Regions from separate parts of the Mus musculus genome. Here regions 1, 2, 3, 4, 5 and 7 are each linked to region 6. Evidence: chromatin contacts called from public HiCAR-type and promoter capture Hi-C data. All regions are on one chromosome and are shown on one strand. The core of a region is the stretch at or near the end of the contact, and the rest is flanking DNA. Distances in the headings are between cores, read along the strand shown. Region 1 holds the start of Ccdc83 (coiled-coil domain containing 83). Region 2 holds the start of 2310010J17Rik (RIKEN cDNA 2310010J17 gene). Region 3 holds the start of Tmem126a (transmembrane protein 126A). Region 4 holds the start of Ccdc89 (coiled-coil domain containing 89). Region 5 holds the start of Hikeshi (heat shock protein nuclear import factor). Region 6 holds the start of Ccdc90b (coiled-coil domain containing 90B). Region 7 holds the start of Eed (embryonic ectoderm development).

Region 1 (2,700 bases), core at 137-2,636, 2.3 Mb before region 6:
TAGAAGAAATATTATTTTGCTTGTGTGTGTAAGCATGGTGTGCATGTGTTTGCATGTGTGTAGACATGTGTGGGAGCAGGTGCATGTGTACAGGTCGACAGTGGATGTTTTCTTTAACTGCCCTCTGCAGTGTATGTTGAGGCAAGGTCTCACACTTGGACCTATAGCTTGCTAACTCAGCGAGTCCAGCTAGTCAGTGGGTTCTGGGATCCATCTCTGCCTCCCAGACACTGCGATTCCACCATGCCCACCGTCCCAACGTTTCTATGGGCACTGGGGATCTAGAACCTGGTCTATATACTCACACAGCTCACATTTCCCCACTGAGTCATCTCCCCATCCCAGCAAAATTCTTTGGAATTCAAGTGTTCATTTATGCCAGGAACGCTTTTTGACCTAGAGAAGGTTTTCTGTCTCACTAGAATGCACTGTTAACAGAATCAGAAATGCACTCCAGCGTTAAAACAAAATGAAGTTGATTTACTTAAGTCCTTTTACAAGTGGTAATTCCATCTAAAATTACTTTAAAATCCTTCACACGTCTTTTCATATAGACTATATATATGTACATAGTCCCAAATAGTGTGAAAATGCAAAGCTTATTCATTTTAGAAAAGTACCATTAAAACCGTTTGTTGAGATCTATGTGTTTAGAAACATGTAGATGAATGACATTGTCACACATCTTTTGGAGGTATCAAGCTTTCCTCAGCTTGGGAACCACTGGGGACACTAGGAGAAGGAAGGAGAAGTGGAACCTCTGATTCCCCACTAAGTCAGTTCAGCACAGGTTTTGGTCCTGTCTGACCCCCAGTTTCTTTCTCCATCTTTTCCATCTCGTTTCAGAACTGTTAAGAGTATTCATAAAGCTTTGAGGAAATTGTGGAGTGGTAGACAGCAACACAAAGGTCTACTTATTCTGTGAGGTTGGGACTCCAAGACACCAAAGGGATGCTTGAGTCTTGGGATACTACCAATCATTATAGATGCCATCACAGCCTCCGCCCCCTTCCGTACTGTGTACCTATAAACCTGTAACAAAACTTAGTATAAATTAAAGATTAATAATACTGGAATAGAACAGTTATCAGATATGACAAACGTTACTTAAACAAAAATGCTTATTTCAGGCATTTTCCATTTAATACCCACCCCTTAAGCCCATCCATCACAAAGATCCTCAGGTACCTGAAACTGATAAAGGGGGACTACTGCATCAGAGGGCTGGGCATCTACTGAGTTAAGAGACTGCGCTAGGACACCCTGAAGGTTACAAACCTTTAAGTTTAGGGCGGCTAAAACCAGGCAGGTATCCCTGTCTCCAGAGTGGTGAAAGAGGGGCACGGCTTGGAGAACCCTTCTCAACAGTTCTTAACCGCTCAGGAACAACGCTCCGAGGGAAAAACCAGAGGGCGCGACCCCAGGCCCATCTCGTGTCAGGGCAAATCAAGAGGAGGGCGTGTCCGCTGTAGTGGGGGAGGGTTCCTATAAAGTTTTGGGGGCAGACTGAAGAAGTCAGAGGTCACACAAGGATGTTAGCTTTCTCCCAGTATCGTCTCCAGCGTTTTCAGGTGAGAATTCCGGGTTGTGGGCTGGTGGTTCTCAAGTACAAATAGCCCAAAGCACTCTCCCTCCCTCCCTTCCAACCCCATCCGGGTCACTTCCCGCTGTTTTCAAAGCGACTGGCATCTTCATCTACTATCCCATTCTGGTTTAGGCACCATGGCGATTCGCGCGCGCCACCTGGCGGGCATATGAGGAATAGTGCGGGTGAGGGAGTGCATGCAGAGGTTAGGGCAGTGGTCCAGTCCTTTCTTCTTTTCCCCCAAGGCCTCTCTCTCCTCTTTTCGAATTCTCTGTGCTTGGAAGGTGGTGTATGTAAATAGGACTCCAGCTTTGTGCGCATGCCTCGCTCGGGTCATTGCAAGCTTATATTTGCTGATATAAAATGACTCCTCTGTGATTTCAAAACAACTCCCCGGGTGTGGGAAGGGGCAGAACTCCTGTGACAGAGGTGCTCTGCTTTTCTGTCTGCGTTTGTCAGCTTGGTTTAACTCTTCAAGTGCTCACAGGGCAACTTGAGGCACTGAAGTCTTTGCATCTGTCTTCTCATTTTACTTTTAAGCGTTTAACAAAGCAATATAGTGCAGTTCAGCCTCATCCTGAAGGCAGTCTATTAAAGCCTCCCATTTCTCTCATTACACTCCAGTAATTTTCTTTTTTTGGCCTGGGAAGTCAGAAGCCAGGCTCTTTTAGGCCTCCGACTCACTTCCAAGTGATCTAGTTGGCTTAAAAAATAGATTAAAACATAGTAAGGAATTTTTAAAAACCTTTTTTGGTTCTTTGTGAATTTTACATTATGCACCCCAATCCCTCTCATTTCCCCATCCATTCATACTCATCCTTGGCCTTTGTAACCTCCCACCACACAAGATAACAACAACAAAAAAATTACAATTGAAAAAAAAATCAGGCCGGGCAGTGGTGGTGCATGTCTTTAATCCCAGCACTTAGGAGGCAGAGGCAGGTGGATTTCTGAGTTCCAGGACAGCCAGGGCTATACAGAGAAACCCCATCTCGAAAACCCAAACGAACCAACCAACCACACAAAACAACAACAACAAACAAACAAGCCACCTGCCCTCCAAAAATGCCTAGTGGAAGCTGTAGTGTATCACAGCGTGTTATACATCTTTACTT
Region 2 (2,700 bases), core at 184-2,683, 2.4 Mb before region 6:
GACAATTTTAGTGCAAAAACAATCCCACTATAGGTTCAGAAAATATTAACTGGATAGTTGGTTAAACAATGATAAAGAAATTAGCTAAGAAATTAGTAGAATAGTTTGAGAATAAAAGAAATTATAATGGATTAAAACTTGCACACACATGTGGGTCACGTGAACATGCATACATGAGTACACACCACAGACAAAAACCAACCAAACAAAAATTCCCGGTCATTCCACTGCCTGATAAACACAGGGTACCAAATTACAAATGGAATGCAGATGCACCAAAGGGAGTTTTACAGTTTTGTGAATTCTCAAGCTGGTGTGACAAGAATGAAACCTGCAGCCTTAATAAGAATTGTGAGTTCTTGCCAAAATCACCGTGCTTCAGAATGGCGTGTGAGATAGAAAGGGAATGTGAAGAGACCACAGAATTCCTCATACCACACACAATTTTAAACATCTATTAGCTTTTCATCCGTTGAGAGTTAACAGATTTAAGCGCAATATTCTAGATTTGGTTGGCAGATGGTGTACACAGATTTTGAGTACGCTCGAATCTCATTTGAAACTAGCAAGATTACATAGAACCATGATGGTAACTTAACATTCACAGAGAATTTAAAATTTATCCCTAACTCTTGAGTTAAATGTGGAGCACTAGTAACATTTAAAAAGGCTTTGTTCATAGATCTTCTGGATTTCATAGATCTAAGTCTCGGGATGTAATACTGGTCTAAAATGCCTACAGGGCAGAGTCAATATCTTTCCATGGAAATCTGGCTCACACAAGAGGAGAAAAGAGGCCAAAGGGAAGAAAGGCTAAACCAGGGGAGATCGCAGGTACTGATGTCTGACTCTGAATGGGACTTCTCCTTTTACCGAGCTGTCTCACTTCCTTCTATGGTGTGGACCTTTAATCTCGCTGGTTGTCAGCCTTGTAGGGTCAAGTTAATCACTGTTGACATCACCCTACTACTTCCCTTTTCAAATTCCACTGAAGCTATGTGTTTCCTGTCGTATTTGACACCGCAGAGAATGAATACCGGGCTGGCTTCTATCTAAATTTAGACTGGCAGGAACGTGGCGACTCTTAGTAAGTCGAGATAAACAAAACTAGGTGACGTTTCCAACACTCTCAAAGAAGACGAGGGGGTGAAAAAAAAAAAAAAAGCCCCAAAGCCCTGTTACTAAAAGGGAGAGCGGGGTGCATTTGAAGAGGCCTGTGTGTAGGCTCAGAAAGAGACTGGCTGGAGCCGTTTTCTTTAAGGCAGGAGGAGGGCCGTGGGGTCGGCGCCAAATTGAGCGAGGCGAAGCCCCGGAGCCCAGGCACCTCCAGTTCGGGGTGAAAACTACGCACAGGCAGCAGCTGCCTCACCTCTTTGTCAAGCCCACGGCGTCAGCCTCTGACACGAGGGCGGGCGTCCTCGCCTCCGGGGTGAAAGAGGGGCGCAGCGGGCCGCCCCTCCCCCCCGCCCCCCTACGACACGCGGGGCCCTGCCTCGGGCGACCTGTTGGCAGGGCGCGTCACGTGACGCGGCGGGCCGCGCCGTCCCCCGCGGGCGGGCCTCCTGTTGCGCCCGCCGGGCGGGTTCCACCACGTAGCGCGCGGGCGCCGCCCCGCTCTTCCCTCGCCGGAGCGAGGGAGGGGGGCGCGCCGGAGAGGAAAGGGAAGGGAGAAGGGGCGGGAGGAAGCGAGCAGGGGGCGGAACCCGAGTCACGTGACCTAGGGGCAGCCCGGAAAGCTCCGAGGAGGAGCCTGGCGCCGCCATTTTCCTGCAGCTGCCTGGCCCTCTTACCCGGTCGGGCTCCAGCTGACCAGGGAAGGGGTGGGCCGAGGCTGAGGCGCGGGACCCGGGAGTGGCCCCGACTTGGTGTGGGAGCCCGCCGGGGGAACACGCGAGCCGGGGCTCTCGGAGCGGGTGGCGGCGCGCGGCCCTGAGCCCCGCCCCAGGCCGGCAGGCGGGCGGGGAGCCGGTGGGGGTAGGGGGTGCGGTGGGGGGTGGGGACCCTCGGGCGCTTGGGGGTCCCAGGCCCCGCCGGCTGCGGAGCGGAAGGGGTGGCGGACGAGCCGCAGAGATGTCTGGCCAGAGCCTGACGGACCGAATCACCGCGGCCCAGCACAGTGTCACTGGCTCCGCGGTATCTAAGACAGTATGCAAGGCCACGACCCACGAGATCATGGGCCCCAAGAAAAAGCACCTGGACTGTGAGTGAAGACCCCCCGCATCCTCTCCCGACCCCTCTCCATCGTCCTCCTCTCTCTCTTGGGCTGCCTCTTCCCTCCCTGCGTCTTATCTGCACGATGGCTCCTGTGCCTGGTCGAGCTGTGTGTTCTTTTCTGCTCCCATCACACCTGCCTTTAACGGCCTCTGCTCTTCTCTCAAAAGAGAGAAAAAAAATGTGACAATCCATTGCGCCCCCAGAGATCCCCTGAGACCCTCGCCTCCTAGCCCCCGGCACCACCAAGCCCATCGCGCTCCACCAACTTGCCTCCCACCCAGCTCCTCACTCAGACTCCTCTCCCAGCTACTGCAGCCCCTTTTGCCCTTCCATCCCACCCGTCCCGTACCTCCTAGCAGCCGTCCGCTCAGTGATTCCCCGGCTAATGTCTCCAGGACTCAGGCTCACCGCCCCATTGTTCCATTAGCTTTTTAAAATTCCCTTTCCTTTCTTTTTTTTTTTTTTTTTTTTTTTCGTATTTCCGTA
Region 3 (2,730 bases), core at 82-2,581, 2.1 Mb before region 6:
GGAAAACAAAAATCCAAAGAATTTGTGCTAGACAAGTGGGGTGGAGGGGTGATGCAACAGACAGAGCCTCACATCATGAGAGAAAGCCAACATCCAGTAAACAACAAAAACATGAGGTGGAAGCTAAGATAACAGGGATGTCATTAGGTACACAGGTAATTAGTTTCACTTGGAAGCATTCAGGAAAGCTGTGACATCTGCTGGTGGAACTATAAGTTGTATTTCAAGTGTAATAGCCACTTTGTAAAGATGATTAGGTGTCAAGGGTTAGAAAGGGCTCAGTAGTTTTGAGAGAACACTATTGCAAAGAACAAGGGTTCCAGGGGACTGGAATCCTCTTCACCCTTCATAGGCATTGCAGGCATGTGGACACATGATGAAAGATTCGAGCCCTAGCACCCACGTCAAAGCTCACACACAGCTGTAACTTCAGGCCTAGGGTGATCTAATGCCCTTTTCTGGCCTGAGCAGGCATGGTACACATAGGATGAATATCAGTGTAGAATGGTGGATTCGTTTTTACTAGATTGGGCTCTTTAAAAACATACTTCCTGGTGACAGGAAAAAAGTCTGCAACCTGTGGTGATACCTCTACTATTGGGAAGCTGAGGCCGGAGGGTTGTGAGTTCCTGGATGTACTCCAAGACCCTATTTCAAAAGATAAAACAGTAGTAGCAATAAACCAAAACTCAGAAATAACCTGATAATAAATCAGCCTGTCTTGGGTCACCATTCGTATTAGTTAGCTGTGACAGCACTGGAACAATGTCTTACCAAATCTTGGGTACCTGTTGTATATATACAATGATTTGGAAAATGCTGCATGTGCAAAATTCCATAAATCTTGACTTAAAAATTAACCTCGAAAGTAAAATACAGATTTAGCGGTTTAGATCAGGATCCCAGGATTCAAGTCCTGTTTCTTCTTCCTGGTATTATTTCTCAGTTAATAAATCCCCATCAAAGACAAAGACACCTTGAAATACTACAAAGATCTCTGAAAGTTTCTGCATAAAAACCAAGCATCGGAAAATTAAACGTAGCAATTTGTAAATTGGCAGTGATTCTTCAACTCAATCAATTCAGCCAGGTCTTCCCCCTCACGGGTGGAAAGTGAAGACCGGGTCAGCACACACAGCGTTCCCCACCCTCGTGGCCACCCCGCGCCTCTCCCAGCGCGACATTGGCACAGCTACTCACCATTCGGCAGAATGAAGGCAGCTAATGGCAGCCTCCCCAGCCGCCGGTGCTTGCCCGGGTCCTCCCGCGCCGAGTCTACCGCAACCTTCGCTAGGGTCGTCTGAGCTCCATCTTTGGCTCACACGTGACTCTGTCTCCGCCTCTGTTTCCTGTCCACGGGCTTCCGGTCCAGGAGACGCTAAACTGTGGACTAGCGGTGAGGACTGGCGAGTCCGCTATAGCCCATCCCGGGTACAGCCTGCAGAAACAGCGGTGTGGCGGTGGCTGGGCTCGACACCACCCCGCCTGGGCACGCAGCCCGACTTCCGAGTCCCCGATCCTGGCGTAGGTTGCATGGCAGCCGCTAGGCTACGGGCTGATGAAGGCAACGTTGGCAGTGAAGTTAGCCTGAGATTGACTTTTTGCTCCATCTCGCTCTTGGATCTTTGTGCCATGTTATGCTGTGGGTGACTTCCAGCAGAACGTGAGCAATTCCAGAGCGAGTGCTTTTTTTTTGTTTTGTTTTGTTTTCCTCAGCATTCCCCATGTCCTCTAGAACACTGCTTCTGTGAAACAGGGTTAACGGAATGTAGTGAAAAACTAACGGTTCAAAAGTAAGGGAGCCGCACGTGATAACGTACGCCTTAATCCCAGAATTCAGTAGCCTGAGGCAGGGGGATTTCTGTGAATTCCAGGCCAGTCTGGTCTGCGTACAGTGTGAATTCCAAACAAAACAGCCAGGGGGAGGCTTAGGGTATAAGTCAGCACCACTGGGAACCAATGTTGTGAGTTTCCGTCTCAGTTTTCATCTGCATCTGTAAAACAGGAAAGGACAAAATTCTTTACCTGGTTATTTTGTAAAATTGTGAGTAGACTATAAAGACGCTTACCAAACTGAGAGGCCTGGAATTTATCAGAAGACTAATGAGTAAGATCCCTGTCCCGAAAGATTCCTGTCCCGAGAGGCATCAAGTCAATTCTAGTTTTTTTGTTTTTGTTTTTATTTATTTATTTATTTATTTATTTATCTATCTATTTATTTATTTCTAAATAAGACTGTACTCCAATTCCTGTGGAACCAAACCCCGGTCCTCTGCAGGAGCAGCAATTACTCTTAACCAATGAGCGGGGTGTTTGTTTGTTTTTCCCCAGTCCTTTTTACACTTTCCTTGTCCGGTGCTGGCATTAGGGTAGCGCTGACTTATTAGTGTCATTTAGCAACTGTTCACTTTTGGGAGCGTTTGTATCATTTTGATGTCATTTGCTGAATGTTTGGTAGAATCATCACGGGAGACTTCTAAGCCCAGAGTTTTCCTGATTGATAGAATTGTAATATAAATTCAGCATCTATAATAGATATTTCACTGTTCTATGCGTAGATACCTTTTAGATTGAACATCAAAACTTTTCTCAGAACAATTGAAATGTCCATTTGGTCCAAAATTTCAAGCTTATTGGATTAAACTGTTGATAAATATTTCCTTATGTTTTTAATATCTGTGTATCCTGCAGTGACCTCATATGTCTTCTCTTGATAGTGTTTTATTGAAT
Region 4 (2,700 bases), core at 106-2,605, 2.1 Mb before region 6:
ATGTGTTAGTATTCCTCCTCCTGCACCCTCAATAAATCTTTTGAAGTTCTTTGCTTTAATTTAGAAAAAAAATCTATCGATTTTGATGTTACAGAAGTTAATTTGTACTTAACAAAATACATTTTTAAATGTGGAAAAACTATTCAATAAAGATCTCTGAATATCTGTTATGTGTGTGGGCCTTAGGTAGGTAGGGAGGGAGGGAGACAGTTATTCCAACCCGGAGAAACAACTGATGTTAATATTTTGAGAGTTTTTCCTGTTCTTAGAAAATATATTTTATAATTTCAGTTTGTTATATCACATAACCATATAAGGTAATCAACAAATACAATGTTCACTATATGTAAAACAAGAAGAGACACATTCAAATTTTCTGGTCATTTGCTCTTTATATTCTGGATGAAAGTCAGTTAAGAGTGTCTATGCTAACTAAAAGTGCTTTAACTGTATTGAGAGCCAGTAACTGTCCTTGTGGGGAGCTGTTTGTTTGAAATAATCTGAAGAAGAAGGAGGAGGAAGAGGAGGAGGGGGAGGAGGAGGAGGAGGAGGAGGAGGAGGAGGAGGAGGAGGAGGAGGAAGAAGAACCTTGTGCAAAGCTTCTGCCATCTACCTCATAATAATTAAGAAGCTTGGAATCTAAATATCCAAAAGAAACAGCTAATTGAGCATTATCATGTTTAAAGGGAAATCATAATTAATGAGAATTATATCCATTTATTTTTACTGACTTTGGTGGATGAAATACCATCTAATTTTTGCTTGCATTTGTTGGATCATTCTTGAGATTCATTGCTCAGCTGTTTCTGTCTCGTTTTTAAAATGTATTTATTTATTTCTCTTTCAACATGGTGCTCTATTAATGCTTCTAAGGTTTTTATTAATATGTCAATCTTATCTGACACTTTTATACACACTCGACTATCACTCTTGGCGTCTTGTCAAACAGACTTGTATCTCCATGTTTCCAGTGTGCAAGGCACAAGTGTAATCAACCATCATGGGGTGTGTTGTTGTTTTGGTTTGGTTTTTGGTTTTTGTTTCTGATTTGATTGCATCTGTATTGTTCATTGCGTTTCTGTCTGTCCATTTATTTTCCCAATAGATAAACAGGAGGATTGAGTGTCTAACTAAAGGTGTCCACTCCCAAAGATAAGGTTAGAGTTAAGGGAAACAAAAGAAATTTCATTTATAGCAGCTGAGCTAAGACTTGGGTCCAGACTCTCCTTTGTGTGCACCCATGGCGAATTGTTTCTATAGACAGCAGTTTCTTTTCAGAATAAAGAGCAGAGTAAGTCACTGTAAGCTTACTTTGTTTACTCTTATGAGAAATCAGGATTTGTAGAGAATAGGAAGCTGACTTTGTGGAAGGCTTATGTCTTTGCGGCACAGGCGGGACAGTGGCAGTGAACTAAGAACTGTGATTGGTTTAAACGACATGCGTAGCCTGACCAGATTGGCCCTGAACTCCCCCTATTACCTCACTGCGTTCTGCAGGCCTGTCCACCAATTATAGGACTCCTTACTGGAAAAACCAACCGCTGGAGAGTGCCAAGCGTCCATAGCAACGCCCCTTTGAAATCAGAAGGGGGAAAGACTGAAGTCAGTTCTCCCGCAGAGCGCGTCTATGCCGCAGGAGGAGAAGACTCTTAGGATGGATACCCCACCCCCCGACGAGATCTTAGGAAAACAAAACGAAAACCTGCAAAACCAGGATGAGGAATTGGGGTTTAAGGAAATGGACGGTCTGAGAGAAGCTTTGGCCAACCTTAGGGGACTGTCTGAGGAGGAGAAGGGCGAGAAGGCAATGCTTCGCTCCCGCATCCAAGAGCAATCCCAGCTCATCTGCATCCTGAAACGCAGATCCGACGAGGCCCTGGAACGCTGCCAGATCTTAGAACTGCTCAACTCGGAGCTGGAGGAGAAGAGGCTGCAGGAGATGGAGAAGTTGAAGGCCCAGAGTGAGCACATCCAAAAGCTGGAGAATCACTTCATGATCCTGGCATCCAACCACGAGCAGATGATTCGCTTCAAGGATGCGCACAAGAGTGAAAACGTCAAGCTGAAAGAGGAGAATGCGAGGCTGAGGCAGGAAAACAACAGCCTCTTCAGCCAGGCTCTGAAAGACCAGGAGGCTAAGGTACTGGAGCTCACTACACTCAACAAGGCCCTGGTGGAGGAACTGGAGGTCTTGAAACAGAGATGCGCTCACGAAGCTAGCCAGGCTCAGGCCCGAGAGGAGGAGCTGCTGGGCCTGCAGAACCAGCAAGCCTGTGACCATGCCAAGGAGACCGAGGAGCTGCGCAGCCAGCTGCAGAGCATCAAACAGCAACACCAGCAGGCCACGGAACAGATGGGAAAGGAGCAAGAGGCTAATCTCAACCTGAACCAGGAGCTGCAGGCCAGGCTGCAGACTGTCCTGCGAGAGAAAGAGGAGCTGCTGCAGCTGTCCATGGAGAGAGGCAAGGTGCTTCAGAACAAACAGGCTGAGATCCGCCAGCTTGAGGAGAAGTTGGAGACAGCAGCCATGGCTAAGAAGCATGCGCTGGAACGCTTTGAGCAAGAGGCAGTGGCCGTTGATAGCAACCTGAGAGTTCGCGAGCTTCAGCGCAGGGTAGATGGGATCCAGAAAGCTTATGATGAGCTGCGTCTGCAATCAGAAGCCTTCAAAAAGCACAGCCTGGATCTCTTAAGCAAAGA
Region 5 (2,700 bases), core at 191-2,690, 2.6 Mb before region 6:
CTGTTTTAGAGCCAGGGTCTAGCCTTGCAACTGTGGGTCTCCTCCCTCAGCCTTCTGAAGAGCTGGAAATACAGGTGTAAGACACGAAGCTGGGCTTTATTAATGGCAGACATCTGAGGAACACGTTCTTCTCAAATTGTTTCTTTCATCTTCCAAACCCCAGAGCTCCTACTGGGACATTCCAAAAGCTATTGACCAGGGTTAGCACTACCTCACCTCCACAGGAGCCTCCCATTCACTGCAGACAGAAGTCCATGGTTTCTTGGAACCACGTGTTTTTCTTAAGAGCAGCGTGTATAGAATACATTATCAAAAGCTGGTGAAAACGGAGGCGTGGAGCTCTCGCTTACCACACGTGAGGCACAATTTAACAAAGAGGTTGCAGTATTTAACAAAACAAGGAGAAACAAAACAAGAATAGCTCTAAAGAGAAAGGAGTCACGTCTCAAGACGGATACATCGCTGGTTTCTAAAGAGCAAACAAGATTCACTCTGGTTACTCCTCAACCACTCCCGCACTCATTTCATTTCATTTCATTCTAAGGCTCTGGCTAAGCAAGGGCATCTCTCTGACCAAAAAGAAAGCATTGTACTCGAATCCTTTAGTTATCACAGGTACGGCTCACACCTAAATTTCAGTCATTTCTATTAAGCAACTTGCAATTATTGTATTTTAAACTGGGTCGGTAAACTTCTGAAAGGGGGGGGGGGGCCTTCCAAAGACACCAAAAAGGAAAAACAAAACAAAACACCTTCATTGTCCGGAAAATTGAATTTTTCCGAAAACCACTTAGCTTTAGATTACAAATCTCAGCTTTACTTCTAAGTAGCATTATCAATTTACAAGAGTAATTACTACACTATCTACTGAGTGTACGTTCCTGAACAGCAAAGAGAGAAAGACTAGCTCACGAGTTACCACGGTTACGGCGAAATGCCGTACAGAAGGCTGAAATTAACAAGTAACTACAGCACTCAACCCAGCAGGTGGAACAAAATCCGCACTCAACAAAATGCAGTCACATCCTGACAGCCTCGCAAACACAGCTAAGAGTGGGGCCAGCGTCCCATTGCCCGTCCGTCGCACACGCCCAGGAAAAAAAGCACAATGACCAGGTTTCCCCGCGTTCCAAGCGCCGTGCACCGTGCCACCACCCAGCTCTCAGTCACCGACCCCTTCCTGCCACCGCCCGGGCCATCCTCACCAGCCTCCCCGCCACCAGGCAGCCAAACATGGCAGCGCCCTCGGCGCCTCTGCTAGGCCAGCGGGCACCTCAGGCCGGACACCAGGAATTCCGCAGCCACTGTCCTAATTGAACTCAAGAACCTTCCAGAATTTGCAGGAAGGAACGTGACCCTCCACTACATAACAACACAGGAACGCATCTGGGCCGGCGACCTCTGACCCTTCCTTCCTAACTTGCACGCCTCTCCGGAACGAGTACTTCCGGGTCATTACACCCATTTCCTCCTTCTAAGGTAGTAAGGAGGAGCTGGTATCGCGCTAAGACTACAAATCCCATAGTGCAGTGCGCCAGCCTCCCAGAGGGCGAGCCGGGAGAATTTGAAAGTTACTACTGATAGTACATGATTTCCGTGCCTGTGTGAGTCAAAGTTTCTAAAGGTGGTGCTGGGAGAAGACCTTTCTGGCGGTTGTGTAACATTTTAGGAGTAACAATACGCCTTTGCCAGAATCGTTTCACCCAGCCTCTCCTTTCAAAAGCTTAATGGGATAAATATTATCTCCGTTTTATACGGAGGGCAATTGGTTCGGCATAACCTGCCCGGAAGCTTGAAAAATTGATTTTTGGAGCGTAAATTCAAGTTGCAACCAACTTACTGCATTCTTCCTGACAAACATTATATCAAAAATGTTAATATATTTTTATCTCATTTTTATGGCAGTGTCTTATTACCTAGCCCAGGTAGACCTCGAACTTGTGCACTCCTTTCTCAGCCTCCAATTGCTGGAATTATAGGCGTGGACCACTAAAGCTATAGAGGTCCAGAAGTCCTTTTCCCCACTAAATACTAGTTTTAACACGTAGTTGTGTTCTTGCTTATATTTCTTGTAGTGCTTCACTTGTGCTTCCTCCCCGCCCCAACTAATGTGCTGTACAACTGTAGGCAAGCTATATAACAGCTTCATCAGTCAATCATCTGCAAACTGAGACAAATAGACCTATTGGGTTGCTGGAAGGATTAAATGATGAATTAATTGATAACTGCCACTAAGAATAGGGTCTGGTGCTGCTTAGGGAGTTTTGTTGTAAAAATGCCTTTTAAAAAAAATAATAATCTAAGTTTTCTCACTTTGGGGAGTTGTTTTCCAAGACAGGGTTTCTCGATGTAGCCTGAGCTGTTCTGGAACTCACTCTAGACCAGACTGGCATCAAACTCAGATCTGCTTCCCTCTACCTGCTAAATGCTACAATTAAAAGTATCTGATACTAGCTGGGCGTGGTGGCGCACACCTTTAATCCCACACATGGGAGGCAGAGGCAGGCAGATTTCTGAGTTCGAGGCCAGCCTGGTCTACAAAGTGAGTTCCAGGACAGCCAAGGCTACACGGAGAAACCCTGTCTCAAAAAGCCAAAAAATAAAAAAGTGTGTGACACTGCTGCTCATCTTTTGGGATTGGTGTTTGTTTGTTTGTTTTTATTCATTTATTTGTCTCTCTGTTTGTTTGTTTTTTAAATA
Region 6 (2,759 bases), core at 159-2,658:
TCCATTGTACACATAATAATTCTTATTCATTTGTTGATGGGCACCTAGGCTTTCTCTATAGCTTGGCTATTGCAAATATGGCCAACATCCCACTCTCAGCTGGACTAGAAGATTAATTGTTTAAAAACTTACATGATACTAAGATATTACTGTTTCCTTATTCTCTACCTTCTCCTGTTTTTCTATTACAAGTTCTTGTGAAAAAATATAAAAGCAAAATTCTGGGCCTTTAGGCCCAGGCTTGGGAATGTGACTCAATGCTCCAAGGTATGCTAGTCATAAAACAGACATTCCTCTACCCACCGCTTCCTGGGTTCAAAGAGTGTTCATTCAAAGAAAGTTACCCTGACCCCCCCCCCCTGACCATTGCTGGAACCCGCTATGCAAATGTGCCATTGTTAGGGGCTCTTAGAAACTGTCTTGAGAGATAACCCGAACAATTACCAGGTATTCCTTGTGACTCTTGTGACTTTGCACTTCCTTTTGACTCTTAACTGGTATCTTTGGTATTTTCCAACAATGCCTTCCCCACTTCCTTGAGTTGTGGTTTCTTCCTTTAAATACCCCCTTACCCAGCTACTTGGGGCGCCAGGGACCTCTACCCCTGCGTGGTGTATTACTGTGGTCCCGAGAGCACTCTTGAATTAAAAGTCCTCTTGCAGTTTGCAGCAAGACCGTTTCTCATGCGTGATTTGGGGTGTCGCCTCTCCTGAGTCAGAACGTGGGGGAGTCCTCATGTTGTGGGTCTTTCACTTGGAGAGCAGAAATCCTTATAATCCCCACATAGCCTGGGAAAAAAATCCTGTACAGTAAGAACTTAAATTGTTGTTGGAATTCTTTCTTTGTTCTTCGAATTATTAATCTTTAAACCTAGCTGGCATTCAGATATTTCTGAAAATGAAATTGGAAAATATTTTAAAGTCTAGAGTGCTTCGCTTGAATACCAGGGACCCACCTGGCAGCCCAGGAGAACTGTCTCTCCTGTCTCTGTCCCTAGTACCCACGACAGAATCATTTTAATTTCCTTCTATGTGTAATCTACTAAAGTGCTTGCTGGTGGGAACCAAGTTTTGTTTTTAATGAGCTTCAGTGCTTGAAATGGTGGCTGGTGGGTAGCTGATTCCCACAAAGTTGCAATCTGGGTAAGCGACAGACTAGTTAGTACATTGCTTTCAAGGTTTTACCAGGTGGGGCAATGACTTTGGTAACTGAAGTTGGAGAATGTTAAATCATGAACAATGCCGACCCAGGAAATGGAGAATTTTCGTTTCCCTGAAGAAAAGGCCTAAAACAGTTGGTCCTCCAGTGCACCAGAGGGCCAAGCAGAGAGACGCGAAACTGCAAGTGTGTGATACGCTTTGGACTTCCACGGGCACTGGTCGATGCTACAACGCGGTCTCATCCCCACAATCCTCAGCAGCAAGGACTGCGGGTCCCATGATGCTATGCTGCTACGCTGGATTCGGTCTGGGAAGCTTGCTGCGGGACTAACTCGCCGCCCGCAAATGGGCGCCAGAAGGTTCTCCAAGACCCCGCTTTCTTAGGGCGGTAAAGGCGGGAAGAGATGGGAAAAGGGCGATGTGCTAGGGGGATAAGCTCTGAGTCGTGTTAAGTGTGGCTCTGTGAAGAGGCCTAGCTTTGTAGAAGAAAAACCTCTCAAGTAGGTGCTTTGGTGACAGACCGGAAACTACATTTCCCAGCATCCTGATGGTGAGAGGACTTCATTGTCCGAAAGCCTCAGCGAAAATCAACGCGTATTCCGCTTCCCCTTGCTGACCTGCGGGGCTCCGAGACTATGAGGAGCCGCTGGATTTGGCGGTTCCTGCGCCCTGACGGCGGCGGAATCCGCTGGACTTCAACTCCTCATGGGCGTCTGTCACCCGCCCTGCGGAGAGGTGAGACGAAGACTCGCTCAGGGAGAAGGTTCGGGCGGGTGTGCCCGCTCAGGCGTCCGCGAGAGTGACACACCCCCTGCAGGGCCCCGCCCACCCGCGCAGAGCCACCCGCGAGCTCCGGGGATGGTGGGTCTTGGGCGTTCCAGACAGGGTCTGGCTGGAGGGCTTCCTTCCTCCTAGACCCAGCCCCTGCGGACCTGCGCCTCCTCTCGGCTTGAGTTGGTGGGGGCGCGGGGCGGGGTTCCGTCTCCATTTATGAACTCTTAGGTAGTTTGCGGGTGTTCTGATTTACAAATCACATAGTAGGGTTTTGTTTTGTTTTTTAAGTGTCCTGGAACCTATGCGTTTCCAAACACTTTGTTAGTCTGTATATCCTGGAGAATATCTTACTTTACTCTGAGAACTATTTCCAAGGCTTTTTTTTATACTTGTGCTTTTCAGTTTTTCCGCCGTAAAAGGCATCCCAACCTCCACATTTCGTTCTTCCTGGATCTGTGTATGATGATAAACTGAGTTATTCAGTACCCAAAAACACTTCTCCGCCCTCCACACTTGTGTGGTTTTGTTGTTTGCCACTGTTTTGTTTTCACCCTGTTATTTAATTGTATTTGTTCCGCTGACTTTCAATCAAGGCTGCCCTTGCAAGGCTACTGTTTAGCTGCTAGAATTAGTCACATCTTTGAATCCATATTTAGGTAGTTATTATAAATACACATTCTGGTGGACTTTTCAGAAAAGGGTGGCGAGGTGGGTCCACTGGTAGAAACTTGTGCTGCACACAAGCATAACAACACAAAGTTGAACCCCCAGCCACTTCCAGGTTCAATAAAAGCTGCCCTATCAAAGACTTAGGAAGGGCATGAC
Region 7 (2,700 bases), core at 66-2,565, 2.6 Mb before region 6:
TTTTTTTTTTTTTTTTTTTTTTTTACGGGGCGGCATTTCTCTAAGCACCGACTTCCCTTAATCTTCACACTTGGCTCAAGTACAGAATTTACCACGGTGGCCTGAAATCTTCCAATCCCTTTACATTAAGCAAAAACTTTCAAACTGTTCCCTCCTTTGCCTTAATCAAAGGTGGCTCCCCCTCTACGATCTTCTCGATTCTACTCCTTCCACAAAAAAGTCGACACGAAGGCACACCGCACTTCCATGGAAAGGGGCATACATAACCGCACGGTCACGTAAACCCAAGCCAGAGATCTATACTTTCCATCCTGAAGATCCCGTAGTGCTCTACAGTGACACAGCCCCTCGGATCCTTACGAGGACCCTTCGTACCAACTTTCCTGGGGAAAACTGAACCTCTTACCTCGAGCATGCCTTTTAAACCAGTAAGTACAATCTCAGATTCGCAATCAGCGTCAAGCCCCCAAAGGCACAAACTCCGTCTCCCACGCAGGGACGATCTGAGCGGACCTCGCAGACCCTTTGGGACCTTTAATCCGCTCCTCGACAACTTTCTGCTTGCTATCTGCCGCAGTCCCAGCTCGAAAGCCCCAGCCAAACCGGACTTCCCCGCACGCCTGCGTTCTCCTGAGCGCGGGTGACACCTTTCCCTCCCCCCACGGCCGCCCGCCCGCCGGCCCCGACCGCAGTTACCAAAGAACCTGAAACTTCTACTCCACAGTCCCGGGACAGGCGGGGCTGCACTCACATTTTCGTCTCCCGAGAGGTCCGGGTTGCTGTTCTCGTCGCTGCTCAACTTCTGCTTCTTGGCCGCGGGCATGTCTGTTCCCGCCGGCGCAGTCGACACTTCCCTCTCGGACATGTTCCTCCGCCTCCCTCCAGGTTCTTGCCGCCTCGGGCGGGGCCTCCGCCACACCGCCGTCAAGCACGCCCGGCCCGAGCCTGCCGCAAAGCTGCCGGCGCCGCCACCGCCGCCGCCCCCCCCACTGTCGCAAATCGCGCCCAGCCGCCGAGGCGGGCGTGCGTGCGACCCCGCCACACTGCTGAAAAAGGGGCGCGCACGCGCGCGCCCTCCCGCACGGCTTCCCGGCTGCTTCCCGTCCCTTGGTCCGGGCGGGCGGTTTTCCCGCCGCCCTCTCGACACTTTGCACCGAGGCGTCGGATCTGCTGGCTCAGAGGGCAGGGGTTTCCTACGTCCCCCTTCCCCACCAGCGCCTAGAGACGAGGCGGAACTCAAAGGGCTGCTCCCTCACCCCCTTCCTGGCCAAGACGTTTCATCCGCAATTGGCTCAATCCTTCGATCTCCGACCCGCTGCAAACGAACGAAAGTCTGTGGCCTGGATCGGCCCACCACTGCTCCCGAGGGAGGGGGGAGGAAAGAGAAGTCACCTCTTGTTTTAGGGGGTCTGTGTCTACGGTCCCTGATGCGGAGCTCGGGAGAACAACTTCGAGTTAGTGTTTACGGAACTTCTCACAGCCTAGATTCTTTTTTTGAAGGGAGAGATTCAAAATCTATAGGCTGTTCCCTGCTCGCCTCCCCCATCGGGCACATGGACGGGTCCCACCTGCAGGTGCGCATGCGCTGAGGCGTATTCTCGCGCTGGGTTACGGAGACGACAGGCCGCCTCCTGGCCCCTCCTCCCCTCGGTTCTGTCTGCTGAACCAGGTAGTCTTTCCACCGGTTTCTGAAGCTTCGGGGAGGATTTCAAAACGGTACCAAATCAGTGCCTACGGACACGCCTCCGTTCTGGGCAGATATTTTATCTAATAAATACTTATTACAATGATTGGTTATATTCAACCGGTTGGTGCCACTATTGGCTTAAGTAAGCCTGTATTTTAAATTACATATTTAGACTTAAGTAAAAATACCTTGTGATGCATGATACATTCTAGTAATCCAACATCGGAAGGGCAACAACGGAAGTACTGCCTGCTCGCCTCAATCTTTAGATCATCCTGGTCGACATAGCAAGTTCCGAGCCAATCAAGGCTATTTACTAAAAACCTGTTTGAAAAAAAATTTTTTTAATTGTATGGATCGGACAGAGTATGGGGGCATGCCTTTTATTCCAGCACTAGGGTGTCAGAGGCAGGTCGATTGCAGTGTGTTAGAGCTACACACTGGTTTGGTCTACACGAGGAGTTCCAGGACAGCCTGGGCTTCGTTATAGACCCTCTTTCCAAAAATAAATAAATAAAAATTACATGGTTCTGAATTGTCATAATTCATAGTCTTAAGTGTTCGTTTTAGCTGTTGAAAGCTGAGGCTCTAGGAAACTGACAAGACCTATAAGTCACTGTGAGCAACTGCATGAGTTTGTGAGACTTAGGTAAAAGGCAATTTTTTAATATAGGGAAAGGTAACTAAATTTGCCCGTATCATTAAAAACTCTTTAATTTTTCATTTTTAGATTAAAAAAAATGTGTGTATGAGTGTGTGTATGTCTGTGCCCCACATGTCTGTACTGGTACACAAAGTCAGAGGATGTTGGATCCCTGGGACTGGAGTCACTAACGTTTGCGAGCCAGCCTGTAGCCAGTCTGTAGCCAGCCTGTAGCCAGCCTGTAGCCAGCCTTAACCACTGAGCCAGCTCACTTGTCCCCTCAGGTACAATCTTGACAGACAAATAATAAATTTGTGAGCCTTGTGGATTTGGTGGGTGTATTGTTAAGCCATGGGAATGTCTGAATGAA

The links. Promoter capture Hi-C pulls out the DNA fragments that hold promoters and counts their contacts. HiCAR-type assays count read pairs that join an accessible place to other places.
Region 1: a HiCAR-type map of astrocytes shows a contact between it and region 6, with 5 times the contacts expected there. The contact joins the promoter of Ccdc83 here to the promoter of Ccdc90b in region 6. A contact is called at or near these places in 1 of 39 promoter capture datasets (liver) and 1 of 115 datasets of contacts at active chromatin or transcription factors (astrocytes).
Region 2: a HiCAR-type map of astrocytes shows a contact between it and region 6, with 4 times the contacts expected there. The contact joins the promoter of 2310010J17Rik here to the promoter of Ccdc90b in region 6. A contact is called at or near these places in 2 of 39 promoter capture datasets (liver and pre-B cells) and 1 of 115 datasets of contacts at active chromatin or transcription factors (astrocytes).
Region 3: a HiCAR-type map of astrocytes shows a contact between it and region 6, with 4 times the contacts expected there. The contact joins the promoter of Tmem126a here to the promoter of Ccdc90b in region 6. A contact is called at or near these places in 7 of 39 promoter capture datasets (the C10 cell line, cranial neural crest, frontonasal cranial neural crest and 3 more) and 2 of 115 datasets of contacts at active chromatin or transcription factors (astrocytes and stem cell-derived neural progenitor cells).
Region 4: a promoter capture Hi-C map of liver shows a contact between it and region 6, with 2.6 times the contacts expected there. The contact joins the promoter of Ccdc89 here to the promoter of Ccdc90b in region 6. A contact is called at or near these places in 3 of 39 promoter capture datasets (cranial neural crest, liver and maxillary cranial neural crest).
Region 5: a promoter capture Hi-C map of liver shows a contact between it and region 6, with 12 times the contacts expected there. The contact joins the promoter of Hikeshi here to the promoter of Ccdc90b in region 6. A contact is called at or near these places in 5 of 39 promoter capture datasets (the C10 cell line, hippocampal neurons, liver and 1 more).
Region 7: a HiCAR-type map of astrocytes shows a contact between it and region 6, with 5 times the contacts expected there. The contact joins the promoter of Eed here to the promoter of Ccdc90b in region 6. A contact is called at or near these places in 2 of 39 promoter capture datasets (both in liver) and 1 of 115 datasets of contacts at active chromatin or transcription factors (astrocytes).

Annotation. Positions count from the first base shown.
Region 1 is chr7:90,264,046-90,266,745 of GRCm38.p6, forward strand. It overlaps Ccdc83 (coiled-coil domain containing 83), which reads right to left and starts at 1,387. Exons shown (of 11, transcript NM_183293.1): 1 at 1,279-1,387.
Region 2 is chr7:90,128,503-90,131,202 of GRCm38.p6, forward strand. 2310010J17Rik (RIKEN cDNA 2310010J17 gene) reads right to left here and starts at 1,434. Exons shown (of 3, transcript NR_046007.1): 1 at 1,370-1,434. It overlaps Picalm (phosphatidylinositol binding clathrin assembly protein), which reads left to right and starts at 1,711. Exons shown (of 20, transcript NM_001360867.1): 1 at 1,711-2,200. The coding sequence starts at 2,071.
Region 3 is chr7:90,455,872-90,458,601 of GRCm38.p6, forward strand. It overlaps Tmem126a (transmembrane protein 126A), which reads right to left and starts at 1,332. Exons shown (of 5, transcript NM_025460.3): 1 at 1,201-1,332.
Region 4 is chr7:90,424,957-90,427,656 of GRCm38.p6, forward strand. It overlaps Ccdc89 (coiled-coil domain containing 89), which reads left to right and starts at 1,356. Exons shown (of 1, transcript NM_027298.1): 1 at 1,356-2,700. The coding sequence starts at 1,628.
Region 5 is chr7:89,939,764-89,942,463 of GRCm38.p6, forward strand. It overlaps Hikeshi (heat shock protein nuclear import factor), which reads right to left and starts at 1,441. Exons shown (of 5, transcript NM_026304.3): 1 at 1,206-1,441. The coding sequence starts at 1,235.
Region 6 is chr7:92,559,741-92,562,499 of GRCm38.p6, forward strand. Ccdc90b (coiled-coil domain containing 90B) reads left to right here and starts at 1,409. Exons shown (of 9, transcript NM_025515.3): 1 at 1,409-1,895. The coding sequence starts at 1,796.
Region 7 is chr7:89,979,661-89,982,360 of GRCm38.p6, forward strand. It overlaps Eed (embryonic ectoderm development), which reads right to left and starts at 1,316. Exons shown (of 12, transcript NM_021876.3): 1 at 752-1,316. The coding sequence starts at 865. RefSeq lists a promoter at 1,152-2,700, an enhancer at 1,575-1,611 and cis regulatory regions at 1,583-1,590, 1,786-1,793.